Linked DNA regions of Mus musculus: region 2 is linked to region 1. The links are chromatin contacts, called in public promoter capture Hi-C maps. All regions are on one chromosome and are shown on one strand. Each heading gives the region's core, a stretch centred on a gene start, on an enhancer-like site or on the middle of the called end of the contact. The rest is flanking DNA. Distances are from core to core; before and after follow the strand shown. Region 1 overlaps Col8a1 (collagen, type VIII, alpha 1). Region 2 holds the start of 4930461C15Rik (a long non-coding RNA gene).

The links. Promoter capture Hi-C pulls out the DNA fragments that hold promoters and counts their contacts.
Region 2: a promoter capture Hi-C map of cranial neural crest shows a contact between it and region 1. The contact joins the promoter of 4930461C15Rik here to the enhancer-like site in region 1. A contact is called at or near these places in 5 of 39 promoter capture datasets (the 3T3-L1 cell line, the C10 cell line, cranial neural crest and 2 more) and 2 of 115 datasets of contacts at active chromatin or transcription factors (embryonic forebrain and stem cell-derived neural progenitor cells).

Annotation. Positions count from the first base shown.
Region 1 is chr16:57,683,394-57,688,388 of GRCm38.p6, reverse strand. All of the region lies in intron 1 of Col8a1 (collagen, type VIII, alpha 1), which reads left to right. Among named protein-coding and RNA genes, the nearest start is that of Col8a1, 69 kb to the left of the region's middle. Within about 2 kb of position 2,173, at least 36 of the 459 cell types and tissues checked have an H3K27ac peak or open chromatin away from gene starts, as enhancers often do.
Region 2 is chr16:58,405,069-58,410,217 of GRCm38.p6, reverse strand. 4930461C15Rik (a long non-coding RNA gene) reads left to right here and starts at 1,687. Exons shown (of 4, transcript XR_384912.2): 1 at 1,687-2,046; 2 at 4,144-4,837; 3 at 5,097-5,149. Dcbld2 (discoidin, CUB and LCCL domain containing 2) reads right to left here and starts at 1,683. Exons shown (of 16, transcript NM_028523.3): 1 at 1,267-1,683. The coding sequence starts at 1,462.

The sequences.
Region 1 (4,995 bases), core at 924-3,423:
ATTTCTGGGACTTCTTGCTTTCTTGGTGATTACAGAGAGCATAGATGAATAAAAAGGGGAGGAACCCCATTGACTATCCAATACCAAATGGTATTGTATAAGCATATATAGAAGCAACCAAACTTAAATGAACTCAAACAGGTTGTATTGTGTATGTGTATACGGACTTGTAGCAATAATAATTAAAGAAAAAGAAGCCATGAACTTGAAAGAGGTTCCCAAGTTATAAGGGTAAAGGAGAAAACTGACACTTACTAGATCATTGCAAAAGAAAGATCAGCCCTCCAAAAAATAGCATTCAGTGACTGCTTTCAATTCCTTCAATATTGTATATGTATTGGGAAATAGAGGGAAATTTGTATGCCATCGTAGTCTCCAAAGATTGATTTTGTTAGTATGTACTTGAAAGACCCCAGGGCATGCAAGGCAGGAATTATTTCCATGTGGACAGAGGAGATTTGGTTTGCAGCCTTCTGTCCTCTTTGCCTAAAAGCTACTTGATCAAACAAACAAACAAAATAAAACAAAACCTACCTATATGGTATCAGTGACCTTGCAAAAACAATCAGGCAATATTTTTTTAAAAAATATATAGCACATGCAAAAAAACCCTGTAAATATACATACCATATGATCAAAACTATATACCTGAAAGATATATTAAAAGTATTTAAATATTCCTTAGTAGAGAAAATTAAGTTGTAATTTGGAGGTTGTTGCAGAAGAAATCAGCAATACGATGATAGTGAAGGTAAACCTAACGGTCGTTAGGGGACAATAACTTCTTTTTGCCCAAAATACTACTAAGAATGTGTTCACAGAATGACTGAGTAGTGAAGGTGTTTACAACTGTAAAATTGTTTGAACCATCATTTAATTTTGTAAGTATAAAAAAATACCTCTTTCGTCATTATGTTTAGAGATGAATTACTCAAATTGTTAAGAGCTAATACATGTGCATCCAGATCTTGAGACAGTCATCTCACCCCCATTCCAAAGGGGCATAAATTCCAGCATTCTTTAGTTTAATATGACCTAATCAACTAAAGCCTGGCAGGAATTAGAGAAATTGAATATCCTGACATGTCCATATTCATAGAATACAGCTCGTTAAATCAATAATGAAACAACAATTTTGAGGGCTCTTCAGCAGGTTATCTAATAGAATACATACATACATACATACATACATACATACATACATACATAATCCAGAGGCCAAAGTTGGGAAGAGCAAAGAAAGATTATAAATAGCTGACAGGTAAAACAGAGCCCACGCATGTCTGTGGGAGAGGCCAGAGCTGGTTTCACAGCTGTCTTTAGAGAAACCACTGGAGGTGGAGTGGGGAGTCATGGTGTCCTCTCTATGACAAAAGAAGAGGAAATAAATAGAAATTATAAATAAGGGAATTTAAGGTAGATGGAAAGATTTCACTGGCAGCAAAGGCTTTACTAACCCTGGAAAGGATTCCTGGGGAGGTTTTCAAATTCCCTATCTGGATGTATTTACAAGAAGAAAGATAGCCATCAGCCTTGGGTGGCTGAAGCAGAGACCTGCAGGAATTTGCTCCAAGCTGGGTCCATTTCTGTCAAACACAGTGAAGGCTGGAGACTGGAGTGGCATTGCCCCTGAGAACAACCTCACCCAGAGTAATCATTTCCTTGGAACATCAACTGTCATCTGCTCATTGGTTATAAGTGGAATGTACAATTATAATACGTTCTGGTTTTTATTTTCTTTTTTAGTCTGGTTTCCAGTGGAAAGAAAGAAGGCTTATGAAATCTCTCTGGCAAGCTGAACACTGCTTAATATACTTTCATTTTCCTTCTGCAGGCTGGTTACAGCCAAGTCCCTTAGAAAATAGAGGAGACCCAAAGTAGCAGTACATGAACCCTTCCACTGGGGAGTGGGAAGTTCTCTGTCCTCTGCTCCAGAGGGAAACTTCTATTCCTCCCCATCAGCCTTTCCTTTCTTACCACCACAAAGACTACACCAAGCTTTGTGCAGGCTGAGAATTTCACTAGCTTCAGTTCCAGCCTACAAACAGCACAGCACCGGCACTAGCACTTTGTAGCCAATCCTCTAATTGATTCTGTTTCTTTGTTTACACAGCTGCACACCTGTTTGCCTAGTCTTCGCTACAACAATTGTCTGGTTTTTATTGTGAGCTCCTGGGGCAAGGTGTACAGCCTGTTACATTTACTTTACAGGACACTACGTACACATGTGCAGGTGTGACTGTGTTTGGCAAAAAATAAAAAATAAAAAGTTCCTGGTATGAGTGGATGCTCAAAAAAAAAAAAAAAAGGATTATTGTGCAATTCATCAACGTTGTAAAGAATGAACTCTGGGTGAGGAAGAGTCTAATCCCCTGGCTCTCCTATGTGTGGTACAACAAAGCCATAATCACTGTCAGGGATCAAAGAGCAATGAACAGTGTAAGCAGGGTCCAGCCAACCACTGGGAAGGCTAATAAATCAGGTTAGAAATTGAGAATGATAAAACAAACAGGGTAGCATTTATTTAACAGTTTGCCCCAAGTGTGTCTTTCCCATCTTTGTGTGTAGGCGCCATCTTTCTGGGATTCACAGTTCACAGCACTAGCAGTCATTATCCACTATCACATGGGGATGTTGCATTTCATGTGCCCCAATGAAGACAATACGTTCATAGCATCCTGGATGTCCTATTTCTTTGGTTATTTTTACCATAATTAGTATTTTTACCTTCCCACCAATTCCTGTTAAAAAAAAAAAAACTACCCTCCAATCTCCCCCTTTTATCTATCGGTCATCCTCACTGACCCAAAAAGACAGAGATGAGTCGATCTACACTGCCTGTTGGTTTAAAAATTCCATTTTCTCCTTAGGGATCTTCAAAGTTGTGTTTTTCCAAAGGACAAAAATGACTAATAGAAACCTATCCCTCAGGATAAGCACAAGAAATGACATTTTACATAATCTAAGAAATATTTTCTAGGCACTAGCTATGAAACAAATCACAGCTTCTGTCTTTAAAATGCAGAGTATCAAAGGCTAGCGAGATGATTCTTTGATAAAAGTATGTTCTGCCCTTCCAAAGCATCAGGGTCCAGCTTCCAGCTCCCGCTTTGGGAGTTCACAACCACCTATAACTCCAGTGTTAGGAATAACTAACACTCACACACATAACCCATACATAGTAGACACACATGGATAGATACATACTCATGCATACACATACACATATTTATGCACGTACACATATCTGTAATGTATAAACACAGACACACACATGTGTTTGTACACATGTGCACACACATGCATAGATATTTATATATACATATTCATAATTAAAGTATTTAAAAAGTAAATCTTAAAAGGTATGTACATGCTTTAAGATCTTAAAAATATTTTAAATGATCTTAAATGTAAGAATGCTGCTATATTGTAGGAGTGTAATGAAGACTGAATCATACATATTTAAAGTATATTTATTGGACACAAGATATCCTAATAAATAGTAGCTCTTATTAGTATTGCTTAGTACAATTTCATTTATTACTAATTTTTAGGAAAAATTAGATTATTGTCAATTTGGTTTAATTGTCGAGGGGAAGAAAGAATTATCACATTCAAAAAGGAAGAAACAAAAAAACTATTGTCAAGAATACTGAAGTCAGGATGACCACACAAACTTGGACCTCAACCATGCTTTGATGTCTGGAGTCTGGTTCTCATCCTGTTCTTCCTAGGATGTTTCAAAGTCTTGATCACGTCCCAAGATCACAGAAAATATTTTTCTCTCCTTCATGCTTCTTCCAACCCTGGTCTTATTCATGGTTATTTCACAGAACAAGTAACAAGATAAACTTGACGTTTTTCACATATGTTTTGAAGGCACAAGGATCAATTAGACAGGAATATGCCAACCTTTAACTTTGAAAACAAATTGCTTAGTAGGAAAAAATATTATTGTAGGAAAAAAATATCATACTTAAGGAGCTGATTACCAGATCAATTCTTGCCTTAGCTGGTCATAATGTAAGTAATGAGATGATATCAATGCAAAAGTAATGCAACACAACTACCTCAAGCAAAAAAAAAAATCTACGTAGTTTTTATATTTTGGTTCAGCTTAATGTCTGTTCTATACTGCCAAATGTCTAGAGCAGTAAAAGAAGACTTCATACGTGGTTCTCCTTGGCTATTTACAATTGAAAACATATAATATTTGTTTTTCCATCTGTTACTGGATGGCCTCTGGCTTATCTGAGCCATCATTATACTCTACTATTATAGCCTACTTGAAGATTCATACCATTGTTTGCCTTACTGAAAAAGAAAGCAAGTACCTTCCTTATCTCCTCAGTAAAGATGAGATGCTCGTGGGAAATAATATATGGCAAGGATGATTGACAGCTGCACCTACGGTAAAAAATCTGAGAGACTATCAGACATCACCTCTTGAACTGTTGTGAGGGCCAATTTTAAATCCCAACCACATAAGCTTCTCTCTTCTAACCTTCTAAAGTAAAGTCCCATTTCTCAAGTATATCCACCTTTTGTGTAGTTGATTCCACATTCCTCTTGTCCTCATTCCAAATTAATACAACCCAAACATTTCATATAAACCTTAGAGATGTGGGTATTTTCAGGTTGTACCAGAGCAGTAAGTGTTGCCTACCTTGAACCTTATAAGTGGAGTCATGAGACAATTGATTCATTTTATAAGCAAAAGGAAATGAGTGTCCCACTAATCACACTTAAAAGAAAACCAGGGATTTGGCAGTCCAGATGCTAAGTGGTGGCTTAACATGACCTTAGAAATGTCTTTCTTTTTTTAAATTTACCAAGACTTACTTGTCAGTTGAGGTTTTCTCTTGTTCCAGTAGAAAGGACTTTTGCAGAGTTTTGTCTAAGACTATGCAAACTTGAGTTTCTCTTAATTAAACTGAAAATGGGCTCTCTCTGCTTTCAAACATTACATGAAGCCATGGACCAAATCAATCGTTT
Region 2 (5,149 bases), core at 438-2,937, 720 kb before region 1:
ACTCTGTTACTCGAAGATTTGTTTTAAACATGACGTGAAATTCTAGATGTAAGCCATCTAGAAATGTTCAAACACAGTGGACTGCTTAAATGGTCATATTCCTTTCTACATTAAAATATGCTGTATTCCCTGTGCATCGGTTTCCCTCTGCTGGGAACGGGATAACTAACTCACCAAGCTGTGTGTTAAATGCACTGATTTACACAAACCACTTAGTCCCGGGCCTCCCACACACACTAAGCTTCTGTAGCCATATAAGTCTGTCTCCCCACCACGAGAAAGAAAAACACACACATAGATGCCAAAACTTCAGAGGCTTCCACACTCTAAAACAGTAAGCGCTGACTGAAATCTGCCTATTAGACCTCTAAACCTTAGGTTGCTCAGTTTAAATGTGACTATTAAAGAGGACAGTTTACGTTTTTCTCTTAGCGATTACCTCTCACACGTCCATCAAGGCTGCACCTTCCCAAGAGACAATCCCATGACCTTGAAGATATTCCTTACTGACAAAAAGTGCACACAGTGGGAAGCTGAACTGAGAAATGGAAAACGTATTTCAAGAAACTCTCCCTAGCAATTAGTAACAAGAAAAGCCATGGAAGAAATAAAGCCAAACAGAATGTGGTACGCTGCCCAAAGCAGCAACACTAAAAAGTTCAGTCCTGTATTCTCTTTCTATTGTTGATGATTTATCAACCAACAGTTGTTCCCGCTTCTGGAATGGGATTGTAGAAGGAAAAGAAGCTTTGTCACTTTCTGAGAAAGTTTGCGCTTTTGGTAGTGGACCGCTACTCTGGGCCACTTCTGTGTTTGATCAAGACAATCTACAAACCACGGTCCTCAGTAATGGGCAGGTGCTCTGAAGAACGAATTGCAAACGTAAGCAAGGCTCTAGAGAGCACTGCAATTTGCTTCATTCGCGTTAGAACCTGGGCGCTATCCCTAAGAACAGCAATCCCTGCCTGTCTTTAATAAGCTCAAGATGCTTTTTAATTTGCTCCCGACTCCGTCCATCAGTCCAGAAGGAGACAGCAAGGAGGCCTCCACGGCAGGGTCTCATACGTCCCTCTTTCACAGAAATGAATGGCTTTGCGGAAAAGTAAAGCGACACAAACTTGAGACACCGGGCGGCACCACCACCCCGCCCCGGTCCCCGCCACATCAGCCTCGCCAGTGTGGTGTCTCTGCATCTCTGGGTTCGTCGGCAGGTTCCTCCAACAGCCAAGAGCCTCAGGAGGCCGACCGGTGCGGGCCACCACTCACCTTGCTGGCCTCCAGCGTCCTGGAGCAGTAGGAGCAGCAGAAGGAGCAGTCGAGGCCTGGAGGAGGAGTTGCGGCCAGGAGGGAGGGGACAGCAGCCGGCGCTGGGCAGCGCGGCCCGGCCGGTGGCGGCGGGCGCGGCCGGGCCTCCGGGACCCTGGGGGCTGCGCGCGGCTCTCAGCGGCGCCCGGCTCGCCATCGCGGCGGCCGGCAATCCGCCCGCATAGTGCGCGCGCCGCGGAGCCCCGCGCGCCCGGGGCCCGCAGCACCCGGTGAGGACCGGGCGGCAGCGCAGCGCGCCTCGTCCCCTCCGCCCTGCTCCCCGCGCCCGCTTCACCGAGCTTCCCGCCCCGAGACCCCAGGCCGGAGCGCGGCGGATCGGAGGATAGCACCGGGGCCCGAGCTGGAACGCGCTCCCGCCGCGCTCGTAGACCGACCGTCTCTCGGGCGGGCCGGCCCCGCTCTCTCGCCCTCCCTCCCTCCCGCGCGCGCTGGCCACGCCTCCTCCTCATGCTGAGACCAATGAGCGGCCAGATCTGGTCCAGCTCCTTCCGTGCCGTCCAATCATCACGCCGTCTGCTCTGTCGACCTGTTAGCTCCTCTCCTAAAGCTCCACCGCCCCTCATCCGCGTCTGCCAATCGCCCTGGACCTCTGGGAGCGTCCCACCCGCCTCCCTCGATCCGGGTTCGCCCCCAAGCCGGGGCCGGGAGCGGTCCCCGCCCCGCTGAAGAGCCTGTAGTTTTTGGGACCACTGCCCAGAGAGAACCCGCCGAGACTCTCTGGTCAGTGACTTCCGGGACTTCCCCATCCCGCGCTCTCCAGCTTCCCAGAGCCTGCTTGCTCCTGGCTCCTCCCCCGTCGAACATCAGGCCACTGGAAGGGGTGGGATGGCTGGATGCTGGAAGATTTCAGCTGGGAGCTGTATTTAAGGGACTGTTTTTAAATAGCAGAGTATGTTTTTCTTAATTAAAACTGCAGTCAATTGCAGCAACATCTGCGGGTACAATTACAAATGTAGTGTTCAGTTTTTGCAAAGATAGCTTCTAGGACTTTGGAGAGGAAGTATAAAATAAGACCCGTGTTGCTGAGACTATTTAAGTCCACTATCTGTAAAATTGTGCTCAGAGAAGTCCCAGGAATTAGAGCCACTTTATAGATAATTTGCAGGTTTTGGAATGGGGAAGAAATGTCAGTACATCATGCACGTCAGAATGAAACAAGTACAAATTCAAATAATAGGCAATTTGATGGAGTTTTTGAGCAGGCAGTATGGCAGAAGAAAGAGCAGTCTTTAAAGAAGAATCCACAGAACTAGACAGTAGATTTATAAAGAGAAACCATCAGGGATATTTTTAATTAGGGACTCCCTAAAAAAAAAAAAAAAAGTATTGTACCTTTAACAAACAGGGACTTAGTAAGATAGAACAGTTTGCATAGCAAAGGAAGTAACTATAGAGCATCTGTATTACCTTTCAGTTTATGGTGGTTGATTTTTCACAGTATTGCTGCTGTGCCCTGTCCTGCTGATGACTGCCTTTAACAAGCCATAATTTCTGGCAGCTGGGTCTTCTCAACGCTAAGCAACGGATGCTGTACAGCAAACTGATACTGGCATAGGATGTCTACTACCTTGAGTGTATTAAATGTTCCCTTGACTTAACGTGTTCTCAAGTGATGGTGGGTTTATCAAATGTGACTCTTATCATAAGCTGAGAAGCACCTATACTGGGATGCAAAGCCAGAGAGATAGGCCATTGGTTAAGAGCCCTTGCTGACAATCCTTACGATCTGAGTTTGATCCTCAGAATTTACATGGTTGCTAGGAGAGAACTGGCTTCTGCAAGTCGTCCATGGTCCTCCAGATGTGCACTGTGGAACATCTCCCCTCCCACCCCCATACTAAATGAATGAATAAATAAATAAATAAATAAATAATAAAATACATGCCTTTTAAACAAAATAAATCGATATGGATATACAGCTAATAAATGAGGCTATAGAAAAGCAGGTTGTACAAATGTCAGTGTGAGAAGTATGTAGGAATTGGCTCTGGAACTCATGAATACATGTGAGAGTCCTAAACATGTAAAGCACTCACACCCGTGTTTCAGAAGAAAACCCAAATGCTGGAAAGGACTCTAGAAGCCATTTTTTTTCAAGTTTCTTGCATATTTCTCACACAATAAGCCCACCCCCCACCCCCACTCCCCAGTCATTGTATCTGCTAAACATCTATCGTGTAGCAAAGAAAGCACTACCAATATACGCCCTGGTCATACAAAGTTCAGTTAGAGAAGCTTACATTCTAGTGGAGAAGACAAACATTTTAAACAAATCCATCGTCACCAGTGCCAATTTGGAGGTGAGAACTAACAGAGCTAACTCTATGACCTACCCCAGCAAACAGCCAGTCCTAAGCCAAGGCTTCAAGTGATAGTCCCTGAGATGAAGCACCTCACATGTCGGATCACTCCTTCTGTATGACCACCTAGTGATAACCGTAGGCCACAAGGTGGACACAGCAAAGGGTTAGAAGCTGCTGGCTAGGATTCCTTCAGCTACATGGAACTGCACAAGAAGCAGAGTGAACTAGCTCAGGTATGGGAACCTTTCTAGAAAAGAAAGTGCTGGAGTTGTGGCTGTCCCCCCTCAGGGGAGTACAGCCTGAAAAGACTCCGAATTTCTTATAAGTAATTCCCCTATCACAAGAGAGAGGGGTGCTGTCATTTTCTCTCTGTTTTGGTATGCTAAGAGCTGTTAAAGTAGAGAATAAAGTGGTGAAGTGTTTCAGAGGACAGAACAGGGAAAAGAAGAGAGGGGGAAACCAGCGTCTGAAAAATGATGCTAGCCATCTGTCTTCGTACTCTTTTGCCTTTCAGCTTCCTGAGTTTCTTTTCTGGAGGTTTGGCTGGAGAGCAGCCCGGAGAACATTCCCCTACTGCCTGACCATGGGAAGTCATAGGAGGAGCACCGATGTGTGAGAATTGAGACACAGTGCTGCCCACCATGTCTCTCCACTTCTCATTATGGCTGTACAACCAGTTTCAGAAGGCTTCTGTGAGATAACGAAATGTTTCCTGGGAACCTTCCACCAAAGTCATATATCAGGCGTTCGAGTCTAGACCAGTCACTGCCCCAGGGCAGTCCAGGTTTACATTTACTCTCCCATACTTTCTGCATACTTCTCTAGTCAAGCTTGCCATTCTCTTTGCCTAGGGGGACTCAGTTTCCCTGTAGGCTGATGTCTGCTGAGTCAGTGGGGATAGGGCAGTTTGACCCATGAGATTTACCTGCTCAGGGCCAGGACCTAACTGGTGATTGTGAAAAATCACTCAGCGTGAATAGGTTTGTAGAAGGCCGCCACCATCATAGGGGCCACAGCTAGAAGCTAGAGTGTGTCCCATTGGCAAGCCCGGCCCCTCAGCTTTCCTACAGAATCTCAAGAAAGTGAGAACTTCAGAGATTCCCTTGGGTGCAAAACAACAGCACAAGCCCAGAAGGAGTGGAGACCTCACAACACACGAGATCCTGGACATGAGGCAGACCCTGTAACCACAGCAGTTGTCTCTTTGGGTTGGTAAATGAAATAATGCTTTGAATGTAGGCTCTAGGGCAGAGATGGACTTGAGGAAAACACCACATAGGATAACTGAATATGAAACACTAGGAATAAAGGTCTGTATCATTTTAATGCATAGTCACTCCATGGGAAGATGTTTAAAAAATAGAAACAGATTTCTGATGTGAATTTTAATTTACAAGATCTTCTCTTCCCTGATGTCTCCTTCTTCCTCTTTTTTTTTCTCATTCTTTTCCTTTCATCTTCTCCTAGTCAATAAAGAGCAACGGGACTTGACATCCAGAGAGAAAGAAATATGAGGAGCC